2 separate regions of the Triticum aestivum genome follow, and region 1 is linked to region 2. Evidence: chromatin contacts called from public Hi-C data. All regions are on one chromosome and are shown on one strand. The core of a region is the stretch at or near the end of the contact, and the rest is flanking DNA. Distances in the headings are between cores, read along the strand shown. Region 1 holds the start of LOC123053834. Region 2 holds the start of LOC123053830 (NAC domain-containing protein 45-like).

Evidence for each region. Hi-C and Micro-C count contacts between places; a contact is called where the count stands out from the background.
Region 1: a Hi-C map of leaf shows a contact between it and region 2, with 3 times the contacts expected there. The contact joins the promoter of LOC123053834 here to the promoter of LOC123053830 in region 2. A contact is called at or near these places in 2 of 5 Hi-C or Micro-C datasets (leaf and root).

Annotation. Positions count from the first base shown.
Region 1 is chr2D:462,122,092-462,124,791 of IWGSC CS RefSeq v2.1, forward strand. LOC123053834 reads right to left here and starts at 1,433. Exons shown (of 7, transcript XM_044477410.1): 1 at 272-1,433; 2 at 1-94. The coding sequence starts at 1,331. It overlaps LOC123053835 (2,3-dimethylmalate lyase), which reads left to right and starts at 1,444. Exons shown (of 8, transcript XM_044477412.1): 1 at 1,444-1,860; 2 at 2,310-2,521. The coding sequence starts at 1,539.
Region 2 is chr2D:461,797,569-461,800,268 of IWGSC CS RefSeq v2.1, forward strand. LOC123053830 (NAC domain-containing protein 45-like) reads right to left here and starts at 1,359. Exons shown (of 2, transcript XM_044477407.1): 1 at 931-1,359; 2 at 1-844. The coding sequence starts at 1,305. The coding sequence ends at 530.

The DNA of each region.
Region 1 (2,700 bases), core at 183-2,682, 320 kb after region 2:
TTCTCATCACCCACATGGTGCTTGTCTTGGGTCGTCTCAACATTCTCTGAGGAGGACGCCATGGTTGATGGAGGTGTTATGCCCCCAGCTAGGTCTGAAAATATAAATTATATATGACACTGCTATCTCCAATTTCACAAAGTCATTTTTGTGCACCATCACCTAAATTTCATGTAGCTAACAGAAATATTACTTAGTTCTTATTAAATAATTCACAAGTCATGGGAAAGCAAACGTAAACGAGCTTGTACAGGTTTGGCGATGGTAGTACCTGGAGTGTAGAACCTCGTGTAGGGAATGACTTCACTGCTACTGGATACCTTCTTAACTCGGCCTGAATTAAGCTCAACTGTGAAAGTGCCAAGATCTGTCTGCACAAAAAAGACACGAAATCCATCGGTGCAGCTAATCACATATCTGGGGGTCGAGGGTAGCAAGTTCTGGAGGTCGACGACTCTGCGTGTTGCCCATTTCACAGCTCCGTCTGTGTCAGCCTCCATCGACCATAGTTCGAGCCTGGACTCCTGCAGATTGGCACAGCCCAGCATATCGTCCTCCATTCGCATAAGGATATAGCTGCACTTCCACTTGTGCATGGCTGGCCAGTGAATCATCGATAGCTCCTGGCTGAACAAGTCATATCGCAGGACTACCGTTTCCTGAGTGCACAAGAAATAGACTGCATCTCCCACAAGGGCATTGGGCCGAGAGAGCCTGACGTGCAGGGGCAATTCAGGGTGCTCACAAGACGTCACTGGGCTCCAGGCACAGGACTCTGAAGAGTAGACGCAAGCTTGCGCGACGCCATCGTCATCGGTGCCCACATAGACCACACGGAAGGGGTCGCCAGGGCAATTGAGGTGGTCGCAGCCATCGGCGGCGCAGAGCACCGCCGCGGCGCAGTCTGGAAAGGTTGGCCAGTCCACGAAATCCGGCAAGGACAACCGCCACTGGCGGTGGCCGACGAGGTCCCACACGATGAGGCAGAGGGGTTCGCCGCTCGGGCCGATAGTATTTGAGAGGACGAGTCCATGGCGCGAGTCGAGCACGAAGAGACTGCACTTGCCGGGGTGCACCGGGAAGAAGGGGGAAGTGGGGGACAAGGGAGAAAAATAGCACAGTACCGTCTCATCGTTCTCGAAGAATCCCAGCAAGGGAGGTGTCCGGTGGAACTCGCGGTAGAGGCGGGAGAAGGCGGTGCCGGTGAGGCGGCTGCGCCAGGGCTTGCAGACGAGGGAGGCCCGGAAGAGGCACCCGGGGTCCTCCGGCGGGAGGCGCAGGAGGATCTCCTCGAGAAGCTCGTCCGGCAGCGTCGCCGGCGGCGGCGGCATGGCGGGCGGAGGCGTGGGTTGTGGCTGGAAAGGAAGGAGCAACTGCTGGGTCTGAGTTTAGGCCTGCCTGACAGGCTCACACGCTTGGGCTCAACCAGATCGGCGTGTGGGGGGGTTTCTGCAAAGTGGGACCGGGGAGGCAGCGAGACTGGGACTGGTGCGTAGTGGAGGAGCTGATTTCTCCGAGCGGGCAGTGGCAAACTGGCAATGGCGTGCTACGCCGCTCTCCTGCACCAGCCGCCCGCCTCGCCGTCCCCGTGCACCTCAGGCCGCGTCGGCTCCTGCCGTGTCCGTCCGCCCCCACTCCTCCAGCGCCGAGCCCCTCCCCTGTCTGTGCGCGCTCGGATCTCCCCCCGCTGCTCCTACGCCGCAGCCGGAGAAAGCGCCGGAGCGGGCGCCGGGGAACAGCCCGCGGCGGCGCTCCGGAGAGTGCTGGGGACGCCGGGCGCCCACCAGGCGCCCGCTTGCTACGACGCGCTCAGTGCCCGCCTCGTCGAGCGCGCCGGGTTCAGGGCCTGCTTCACGAGCGGTACGTGTTCGCTCTTTTGCTTCTGCAGGACTCTCTCTCACACACACTCCCATCATAATAGCATAGTGTACCATACTTCCAATTCCTGAACACCCGCGCTTGCTGTGCCACCATGTTTCTGTCATTCTGTAGATTGTGAGTGTTATACTTGTACTACCTCATATACTCCATGTGTTGTAAAGATGATGAAACCTTATACTAGAGTGAGAATTTGCTCTTGTGCTGGTCTATATTGCCTATGCTTCTGTTGAGGGCACATTGATCAAGTGGCATTGCACATATCAAACCATCACAAGTTTGTTCTTCACTTGTATAGTCACGGTCGCTCGGTCAGAACTTGAAAATGGAACCAGAGCGTAGTAGTTGCTTAGGGAGCTAGCCCAGTCCTATGTAAAAGGAGATCTACAAGATTTCAGTCCTGAAAAAATTAACAGTATTTTGTCTTTCAGGTTTCTCAATATCTGCTGCAAGGCTTGGATTGCCAGATGTTGGTCTCATGTCCTATGGCGAAATGATAGATCAAGGCCGTCTGATCACTGAAGCAGTATCGATACCTGTAATTGGTGATGCTGATAATGGTTATGGAAACTGTATGAATGTCAAGAGGACAGTGAAAGGATTTATCAAGGCTGGTTTTGCTGGAATTATTCTTGAAGATCAGGTATCTTGATACTCTTTCGATGTTGTGCTGTTTACTAAATTATCCAGCTGTTTTGCTTCTATAACCTACTTTATATACACAAACTATTGCATCACTGAACTAGAGTGCTTCACCTTCATAAGAACCTAAATGTCATTTTACACATATTTTATGTTTGTATGTAGTTTATGTTTTGCGAG
Region 2 (2,700 bases), core at 109-2,608:
ATATCCTAGCGCTTCAATCGCCTCGGGATGGCCACTGTACCTCGGGATGGCCAAAGAGAAAGTTTGACAGAAGTTTCCTTCATACTTGAATCAAGCTTTTTCTATATCTTCAGGTCATAGGAGCCGTAGTTTTCAGATCATCTACTGATCTACACACCTCACACAAGTAATATTAAGTTGCTAAAAGCAAGAAAATGCAACCACTTTTGCAAGTTTGGCAAAGTTTTCCCTCCATTTTTGAAGCTAGATATCTGTATTTTTTTCTTTTATAGTAAGACAACTTTACTTTCACATAGTGGCACGCTGTGGCACACTGCTGGATACAAAAAGTTGCAACGCACGGCCATATGTGCATAGTCTTATGATATACAAGAGATGTAGTAACCGACAATTATGCACAACCTGCACTCTGCATCTATTCGTTTATTTAAACCTATGGATCATGAAACATAAAACCACTAAAACTACTAGTGTCTACAACTTTGGTTAGAAACTTAGAGCTTACGAGCTCGAAAGGGCAGGATTCATCCTAAAATGTAGCAGGACGCTTGCGCTTCCCAAGAAGTAGGCCTGGTTCGTCGCCCTCTAGTTCCGGAGCCCCCATCGCCTCCTTCTGCTTCCAATCTAGTAGTATTACATCGCGCTTCGGCACAACTATCTTGTCCATCTGTCCGATGTGTCTCCTTGAGTTTGGCTTCCCACGAGGGGATCCTGACAACGGTGCGGGGCGCCGCCACAACCCTTTCGCCTTGGATGGCGCCGCCGGCGCAGCCTCCACCTCTCCGCCCTTGGCGTCTCGGCGACAGTCCCTCTTGCGAACCTTGCACACGACGTAGGAGTTCATCTGTTCCAAGAACAATGACAGTTTGGTAAGCGATGAGAAAAGATCATTGATGTGAAGCAAAATGGTTCATATGTTCACATACGTACCCATGGCCGGGCGAGGTTCCTGAGGTCTTCTCGGTCCGCGTTGAGCTTGTACTCGAACATGCTCCACTGGGTCTTGCACCCGTGCAGCGCCCTGCCGCGGTAGAAGTCCATCGACGTCTTGAAGGCCACGGTGAGGCCGTCGTGCTTCACGCGGGACGGCGGACCACGGATCTTCCAGAACCCGACCGGGGTGGTGTAGAAGCACGGGTTGCTGTATGCCGCGGCTTTTTTTGAAACGAGGCTGTACGCCGTGGCCTTTTTTGAAACTAGGCTGTACGCCGTGGCTTGCTTGCGCACGAAGAAGAAGCCTAGTCGCTCTTTGTCTCCGTGTCCATCAACTGCGTGCATATACGTAGAAGAATTAGACTGTGTCATGCCAATCTGGTAATAAATCACAACGTCCAGCTGCTTTATGCACTGAAAGCAAAAAAATACGGCCTATGCAAGTACAGTGCAACGTACAAGTTGTCTGAAATTCAGAAAATTAGTCGAGTGGATTTAAATAATTTACACGCTATATATACATTTATTTACTGTGTCACATAGTTTAGAACCCAAGTTCTACCCACACGTTTAGAAATACAAAGGGAAACTGTGTTGTGTATCCACAACAGAATTCTCTTTTACTTGTTCGATCACGTGTCGTTGAGTTTGAGTTCAAACGACTGAAATATAATAATAAACATATAGTCTTAGTTTGCTCGATATTTTTCTTACAATTTAGGGCTCACGGTCCCTCCATTTAGTGAGGGCGCCAGCACTTTTTGAAAACCTAGATCAACAAGTGATGGCTTTTAGCCTAGATCTTCACCTGCAGGTGCAAAGTGTCATTGCAGCTGCATGTGCCAACCATGGTAGCATGCAATTGGCCGGAAAAAAAAAACTTCCGTGCAACTTCGGTTCAGTTCATTGAGCTACATTTCTTTTTGAAAATCCAAGATGCATTTGCACTTCACCGGACGAGACCAAGCAAAACAAAAATATTAATAACTCAGTAAAAGATGTTTTCGGAACTTACGTCTTATGTCATCTGGGTCCAGAGCATAAATATTGACCAGCTCTTCTATTCTTCTCCTATATGGTTGAAGCGCCAGATTCAGGACTTTGGGCTTGAGATAGTCGAGCACGATATCCTCATCTGTCGGGCAAAATGTGAATCCTGGAATGAGCCAATATGGTGTACTTGTTTTATCAACTTCATTAGACGTCTCGATGTGGTCATTGTTGCTATTTGGTTGCTCTGATGTCGAGCTAGTCACGTTGTTGCTGCTGCCACCAAGATGCATTGATGAAGATGCCACGTTACTGTTTGAAATCGTCATTGTCGCACTGAAATGTGCGCCGATCTTGCTATCAGAACACACAATGTTCTGATCAGGATATGAGTCTTTGTCTGTTCCAAAGAATTGGTTGGTTGAATCTTCGAATGTTTGCGCTCTCCAGTCGTTTGAGTCATTGTCATTGTTATTGCCAAGCTGGGCTTGCATTGACGACGATGGCATGTCTGCAGGTCGATGCAACAAAATTTCTGCTGACCTCGTCGAAGTTGTCATTGTCGCGCTGCAGTGGGCCTTCTTGTGGCTGTCAGAACACACACTGCTCTGATCAAGACGGGGGTCATTGTCGGAAAATTCGTCTGTTGAATCTTTGAATGTCCGCTCTCTCCAATCATGTGAGTCGTCCTCGTCCTCCACCGGAACTCCCTTGGAGGAATAGCCCCGCCATGACCCTTTGTTCCGTTGCTCGAGAAATCCCATGGGGAAATCTAGG